Linked DNA regions of Arabidopsis thaliana: region 2 is linked to region 1. Evidence: chromatin contacts called from public HiChIP or PLAC-seq data. All regions are on one chromosome and are shown on one strand. Each heading gives the region's core, a stretch centred on a gene start, on an enhancer-like site or on the middle of the called end of the contact. The rest is flanking DNA. Distances are from core to core; before and after follow the strand shown.

Region 1 (4,145 bases), core at 980-3,479:
CAATGCATTAATACGCAAGTTTAACGAAAAGGTTGAGCTCAGAAGAAAAGCAATTCTGCCATTACCAGTCCATATTGACAGATTTTGAAGATCTAAGGTATGATTTTGTATACAATTAACGTTTTATTAGACAGCTGAAATAATTACACAGGACACTGACTAAATGAATATTTGTAAATAACTCGGTCAAATGCAAAGCCAAGTCTGCAGGCTATAAAAGAGCAACATAAAAAAAAAAGTACTTACCGTGTTGGAGCCAACAAAAGAAACAGCCCTTATATCTTCATCATCACAGATAGCATTCACAGTATCCTGTGCAACAGATGCATTTTCAGTGACAACAAAGAAAGTGAAGGTAATAGTGCGGAATCTTTACAAACTAGGTTACTCTAATTGCAAACTAGAATATTCACCATAATATCTCTCGACGGGATCCTTACTTTAACAATTCAAATGCTAACAAATAAGAAATTTAGAAAGAGCAGAAAGTTTAAACATAACCTACATTGGTTCCGTGAACGATATTGAGAACCCCATCAGGTAAACCAGCTTCCATTGCCAACTCGGCAAGTATTACAGAAGCACCTGGAGAAAGCAAGTAATATCAATAATCAACCAATCAATAGAAGGGACCTCTATAGCTATAGTGGAAAACAGTCAATCAACAATACATTTCGCTCATCACATTGGCGGTGGTAGTAAAATGCATGTTCACTACACTGGCATCAACGATATGTTACAACATGATCTGAAAGTCAAGACATCTTGAACTTCCCATACATCAATTAAACACCACAGAAGTGTCTATTAGTAACTGGAATAGTTCGAAGGAATAAGGGTATTTTACCGGGATCCTTCTCTGATGGCTTCAGAATAAAGGTATTACCACATGTCACTGCAACAGGAAACATCTGCACTAACAAACACATAATAAATACGCAGAATTCACATAAGAGAATCACAAAGAATTAACGATATACATAATGAAGCCATATAAAAAAGGGCTTAGCATGTTACCCATAAAGGAATCATGGCTGGAAAGTTAAAAGGACAAATGCCAGCACAAACACCTAATGGCTCTCTAATACTATATGTATCAACTCCGTTCGACACATTGGGGAGATATTCACCCATCTGTAAGGTTGCCATTCCACACGCATGCTCCACAACCTCTGCGTAAGAAACCATGTACCAAAAATAAGCACTAAGGTTCTCCTCTTCTTGTCAATCATATAATCAAACCTACAATACATAAATAAAATACTAACCTAACCCACGGAAGATATCACCATGTGAATCCTTTAAAGTCTTCCCTTGCTCGGTTGTGATGTTCATAGCAAGTTTATCCTACAGAAAAATCAAAACTTTCAGCCAAGCACATATCAAGATCATAGCAAACTAAACCAGGTAGCTACCATATTCTTGCGTATAAGCTCTTGAAACTTTAGCATAACACGCTGCCGGGTAGTAATCGGCGTGTTTCTCCACAACGGAAACGCTTGCTTCGCAGCGGATACCGCAGCTTTAAACTCTTCATTAGTAGTCAATGGAACTTTAGATACAACCTCTTGTGTAGCCTAATAATAGCAAATCAGAATTTACTTCAAAGTTCAAACCTTTAAGTAATCAAACAAGAGTATAGGACTCATAAGAGAGTTTGCTTACAGGGTTTATAACATCGATAAACGAAGATGATTGAGACTCAACAAAAGAACCTCCAATAAGATTTGGTACTCTCTGAAAACAGAACCCACATCGAAAAATCAAAACTTTTGAATAAAAATCACATCGAAATCGATCTAAGAACTCACCGGAGGCATTTGTGGTTGAGTAGATTGCTCCGGCGAAGTTGATAACCAAGAGCTTCGAAGAGCGAGAAATTGTGGTCTCAAAGGTCTCAGATTGTTACCTGAAAACAGTAACAAAAACTAGCTTCGATAGTATCGAAGTCTGCAGATTTTGATTCGAGTACAAGAGAATCGAGATTTTTACCAGAAATTCGAAGCAGCATCGTTGTTGTTGTTGTTGTTGTTGATGATGATGATCGGAGTTTGGTGTTGTCGTCTGCTTCTTTGTATAAGCGTCTCCTTTTGGTTTTGGATTTGAGTGATGAGTGAATGCTGACTCGATGTTGATCGGGTGCGAATGAAGTGGTTGGATTTCGCCACGTGGGTGGATATGTACCGTTAGATCTATAAGATTCAAGATTCTTTTGTTTGACTCTCACCATCACCAAGATATATGTACATGGTTGACAAAAAAAAAAAAGATATTTAGCCTTAACAATTTTAAAACTAAAAGCAAGTCCAAGAGCTTTTTATGGGGCTCTTCCAAATCTTTTAATTATAAATTTTATCAAATTCAAATTTAAGAGTTTTGGATAGATTGTTAAATTTTTTTTGTCTAATGAAAAAAGTGGGCTTTTAAAAAAAAATTATTATTAAAATAAAAATTATAAATATTTTATTTTATAAAACTGAATAGTTATTGCAAATACACCAATTTTAAAGATACATGACATAAAAGCATATATAAAATACGAAAATCGAAAATCAGAATAACGATTAATTGTTAGCTTAATTCCCGCCAAATGTTTGTTATATATGCTTAACCAAATTAGCTTTCAATTGTGGATGTATAGCCAGATCACGAACTCGGGCTCGAGCGGCCATAATATTGCCGAGATTTGAAAGCATATCTGTAAAATAGTTGAAATCCATTTGTAAAGAGCTGGTTGATTTTGGTTGTGTGAATTCAGCTGCATCAAACTGAATGTACTTATCTTGTTCATCCTCTACTATCATATTGGGAAGTATTATGCATGCTCGCATGATCATTCCTATTTTTTTCTTATCCCAAATAAGAGCTGGATTGACAATTACAAACCAAGTTTGCAAAACTCCCAAAGCACGTTAACCATTTTGACAACAAGCTTCTTAATTTGTAACAAATAAAGAATCTTTGTGACCTTGTGGAATTGAAATAGATTGGATAAATGTAGCCCATTTAGGATAAATTCTATCAGTGAGATAATAAACCAAATGATAGTAGGTCCAGTTGACGATATATTTCACTTTTGGAGCTCGACCTTGTAATTTATCATCAAAAACTGGTAAGCAATCAAGTATATATATCATTTAAGAAATCTGGAGGTCCAAAAAAAGTATGTCATATCCAAAGATCTTGGAAAGCAATAGCCTTTAACACTATTGCCGGTTTGCCAGATACACGTGTATATTATCCTTTCCAAAAGGTGGGGCAATTCTTCCACTTCCAGTGCATACAATCGATGCTTCCTATCATCCCAAAAAATTCATGTACCTCTCCAATACGGAGTAGTCGTTTAAGATCTTGTCGTGTAGGTCTACTTAGATACTCTTTCCCAAACAAATATATAATTCATTCAACAAAATGTATCATACATGATATCGAAGTGCTTTCACAATCTGTAGGTATTCGTCAACCGCATCCACTGAACAACCATATGCAATCATATGAATTGTTGTTGTACACTTCGTAGTGCCGATAAACCTAACCTGCCGATAACATCTCTTCTTTGTTCAAAGCATGAAATTTCATTGGAGAGTCCGTCAACAATACGTATAAACAATGGCTTGTTCATTCTAAATCGGTGTCACAATATATGAGGAGGGAATGTCGCATCTTCTTTGAAATAATCGTTCTACAACTGGATGTGTCCTAGTTCACGATCTCTTGCAATATATGCTCATTTTTGTTGACTTGGTTGGTTGACGATCAACATATCTCTATAATGTTTCATTGAAAAATTGATCAAACTTATCGTCAAGATTATAAGATGAAGAAGATCTCATGTTTGATGAACTATGAAGATAAATGTTTGGAGAAAAAGAAGATTGTTTGGTGAAAAGGAAGATTGTTTTGGAGAAAAGAAATATTTTTTTGGAGAAAAGGAAGATTGTTTTAGAGAATAATAGAGAGAATTGTATTGTTTGTTGTAATAAAGATTATGTACTATATATATAAACACAAAGTGTAACGAACAATGAATACAAGTGGTGTAATATCGGAATATAGTTTTGTGATGTACAATTATTCAAACCAATGCACAAAAAAACAAACAAACTAAGTGGTGGCTTTGAAAACTTGTGGTGTCTTGTACAAGT
Region 2 (4,145 bases), core at 959-3,458, 37 kb after region 1:
ACACCGCCATTTGTCACTAGGTCGAACTTGCTTCTCCAAGAATATCATCTCCAACACAAAGAAAGCTTGAGTCACGCGAGTCATGCTTCATCACCAAATCTTTTAGCAGTGTTACTCAAACAAATGTTCGTTGTTAAGACAACCAATCTCAATACAACCACTGTCCTGAAAGTCGAAGAAAATATTACGAAGGGAGAAACTGAGAACACCACAATGACCAATTTTGCAACAACCATAATTATAGAAACCCTCTATTAGAATATATCCCACATCGAGACTTTAATAATTTGTGGAGCAATATATAAGTATGTGGTAAATCTCTACTCTTGAGTTACCTTTTGAGTATTAGTTAGGCTCATACTAATATGGTATCAGAGCCTATAGTTTCAATGTGTCTCGATTGTGGACCACCCGTGGATGTGAAGTTCCACAAACTTCACGCTTCAGATGTCCAGTCCTGAGCGTGAGGGAGGTATGTTAGAATATGTCCCACATCGAGACTTTAATAATTTGTCGAGCAATAAATAAGTATATGGTAAACCTCCACTTTTAAGCTAGCTTTTGGGTGTGAGTTAGGCCCATACTGATACTCTCAGTCTCTCATTACATTAAATTTTACTTAGTTTTTGTATCCAATATATTTAAAGTTTATATCCAAGAGATCACTAAACTCAAGGAAAATTTAACAACTAGAAAATTATTAGACCTTATCATGAATTCTTTCCAGCCTCAGTAATAAAACAAATGTCGTTACAGAGAGTCAATTTTTGAACTGGTTTTAGATTTTGCTCATACATCCAATACAATGACCTTCACATGTCCTAGTGATGACATGTGATATAAGTCACTGAGTCTCACATCCACGCAATCTAAATTATTTCTTTAATTCTAGCATAAAGATCCTATCCTGGTTACCAATGGGTTTCAAATACCCAACTGTTGTTTGAACTGTCAAAATAGTGTCATCCTTTAGATCCCTAAATAAATATAATGGATGGACTACTCGACCGTTAAAAAATTCAATAGATAAATCGAACCATATTCGATCCGAATTACCTTTTGTTATCTTAAGCTTTTTTTTTGTTTTTTTTTTTGGCATTTTGGACCTTTAAATTTAACAAATAATCATACTTATAAATTATCTAAGAACAAAGTTGTTATAGTTAAATCATTTATGAGTAGTAAACATATTCATGACAATGATGTAGAAATATTTATACATACTCAATGTAATAAGTGAAATAAAAATTCATTCAAGATCAAGAAAAATTAAAATATGAATGGAGAATCCAATACCAACTAGATTAAAGAACAAGGTTGTAAAACGATTCATGAGTAGTGTCACATTCATGAAATTAATATATAAAATTTTACATTGACAGAAAAAATATAAAAATTAAAAAACAATAAGGAATTTAAAAAATATATACTCAACATGTAATATATATATGTAAAATAAAATCACACTAAAATGGTATCCTCGATTGTATAGAAACTTCCAAATTTCTAAACGGATGCAATAAGAACTTACATATTCTCTTTCATTAGTCATTTATTGGCCAGATTTATTAAAAAAAGTTTTACTCAATGACCAAGGATTAGAGTTAAAGATAATATAGATTATTACATATATTATTCGAAAAAATATACGCATGTCCGACTTTTTAAACCTCAAAAATATCAAAACCAGAAAAGATGATACCACACAAAAAAACAATAAAATAATAAGTGGAAGAGATATCATCGGACAACAGTACAAGTACAGCACCAGCTCTGCCAAAAGCCAAAACCATTTGTCAATTACAGAAAGATACTATTGTTTGCAATTACTAAATTACCCCTCGGACTTTACAAAAGCATCTCTAACTTATCCACGTGTCAGTCATCTATTGATTGTTTCAATACCACCTTGTATTAACGCCCCACGATTCGTGGTTGGGTACACCTGATAGTCCGAGGATATTTAAATCTCACGCGCTCGTGTCTATAATTCGACTGTACTCGCTTTTCTTGTCGTGATTTTAGCAATTTACGAAGTCAAATGTTTGACTCAATCAGACTTGCGCATAAGAGAGCGAGTATAAATGTTTACTATACTCACGCAAGTGGGGCTTTATTGAAACTACTCTTTTGTAATAAAACCAGCAGTGGTTTTGTTCTGAATCCGCTCTCTTGCCATATATACCACAAACAGAAACCACAGAAGATATCTTTTGAGAAGGAAAAAAAAAAAGAAGCTTCTCCTCTTCCTCTGCCTTCTTCTTTCCATTTATTGCAAACCCTGATCAAGTAAGTCAAATCTTCACGAACACATATGTATATAAATTCAATCCAAGAAACTAGGAGAAATCTATGAAAGAGGACAAATCTAAGTCAAGTTTGAATCAGGAAGATTATCTAGATTTGATCATTTTGACATTTACGATGTGCTTACTTATTCTTGATAAACTTTGATGCAGTTGGTTTTGGTGTTAGTCTTTTGGGGAGAGAGATGGGGAGAGGGAAGATAGTTATACGAAGGATCGATAACTCTACAAGTAGACAAGTGACTTTCTCCAAGAGAAGGAGTGGTTTGCTTAAGAAAGCTAAAGAGTTATCGATCCTTTGTGATGCAGAAGTTGGTGTTATCATATTCTCTAGCACCGGAAAGCTCTACGACTACGCAAGCAATTCAAGGTTAGCTTCTTTACTTCCTTAGTACAAGTCAATGAAGTAATTTTGCATTTGTCTTGCCTGTTAGATTCCTCAGTTCTCTTGATCCCAAGACATGTGTGTGTATATACAATTGTCACTAATGATAATGTCTCATCGTTACACACTTTTTGTCTCTCTCTCTTTTTTTTTTTGTCTAAGTATTAGTTTCTCGATAGGGTTATAGCACATGTTTAGCTATTTTGAACGATGATTTTTGATGTTTGTTTCTCCTTCGTTTTTTCAAATCAAACTTAAATTATTATATATCTTTAGATAGGCTTTAGTTTATCTTACACACATTGATTTGAATACAGACGATATATCCATGTAAGACTTGCATAGCAAATTATGATTTGAACATTCTTAACTTCAAATTATTTTATTTCCCTCATAGCTTTCGATAAGTATATGCACGTGTATCTATGTTTGTTGCAAGTGCATCAAGATAAATGGTTACTGATTTATGCCTTGCTAAGTGTTCAATTATAGAAAGAACATGAACCAGTACTATATACAGATCAAAAAAATTATTTCTACTTCTTCACTATGTGATGTATACAGACTATATTGATTAGAATTGTTTGTATTTTACTCTATCTACATTTTCACCTTTTATTATAATTGATTTGAATTCGTAATATGTCACATATATGTGACCATGTGCTATTTGATAAAATTTGAACTTGAAAAGATTAGTTTGTGGTTTTCTTTCATATAATATAGAACAAAAAGCATTTGATTCTGTGTTTTAACAAGTGTTTAAAAAAATACATTTTCCAATTTTGTATAAGCTAAGTATGTAATGTAAGTACATAATTAAAGAAAAGACATTCATGCGCATTTCCCTGAAATTTCTGTCTAAAAAATATATATGTCTCTAATATTTATACTTCAAAAATCTGTAAGATATATATATTTCATTCATCACTATATTTTATGTCCCTGATATTATTCTTTCATTATATTTATTTCCCTCATAGCTTTCTTATATATATATTCAATTTGTATATATATTTCAAAAATATTAGAGACATATATATGCTAAAATGAAAGATTCATCTACTTTTACAGTAAATAAAAAACAGGAGAAAAACATTCATCTGAAATCTAAATATTTAACAACAATTTATAAGAAATATATATGTCTCTAATATTTTGGAAGGTAAATGAATTGAATTAAATGTATGTAGTTTTTTCATTCTTTTGTTTTGATGATCATACTTCATTCATCATTTAAATATAAAATTAGTAGTCAAAATGTTTGTGTGAAATCTAAGATAATAAGAAAGGAATGAAAGAATTCCTTTTGCTCGAAACCACCTTTTGGAGAAGGTCAAGGAGCGAAGCGAAACTAACCTATTGTGGGTTGATTTATCGATCAATAAAACGAGTAAGAGGGAAGATGCTGGAGCATGGATTCCCAATCTAGATAATGAAATTTGTTCTAATCA

The links. HiChIP or PLAC-seq counts read pairs in DNA pulled down with a chosen protein or histone mark.
Region 2: an H3K9ac HiChIP or PLAC-seq map of seedling shows a contact between it and region 1, with 3 times the contacts expected there. The contact joins the promoter of AGL44 here to the promoter of ALDH6B2 in region 1. A contact is called at or near these places in 13 of 26 Hi-C or Micro-C datasets (callus, cotyledon, leaf and 4 more), 2 of 2 datasets of contacts at active chromatin or transcription factors (seedling and shoot) and 1 of 3 other capture datasets (root).

Annotation. Positions count from the first base shown.
Region 1 is chr2:5,979,670-5,983,814 of TAIR10.1, forward strand. ALDH6B2 (aldehyde dehydrogenase 6B2) reads right to left here and starts at 2,230. Exons shown (of 19, transcript NM_126989.2): 1 at 1,993-2,230; 2 at 1,812-1,909; 3 at 1,666-1,737; 4 at 1,416-1,577; 5 at 1,269-1,347; 6 at 1,018-1,172; 7 at 848-911; 8 at 506-585; 9 at 247-312. The coding sequence starts at 2,230.
Region 2 is chr2:6,016,350-6,020,494 of TAIR10.1, forward strand. AGL44 (AGAMOUS-like 44) reads left to right here and starts at 2,209. Exons shown (of 9, transcript NM_126990.3): 1 at 2,209-2,289; 2 at 2,460-2,676. The coding sequence starts at 2,492.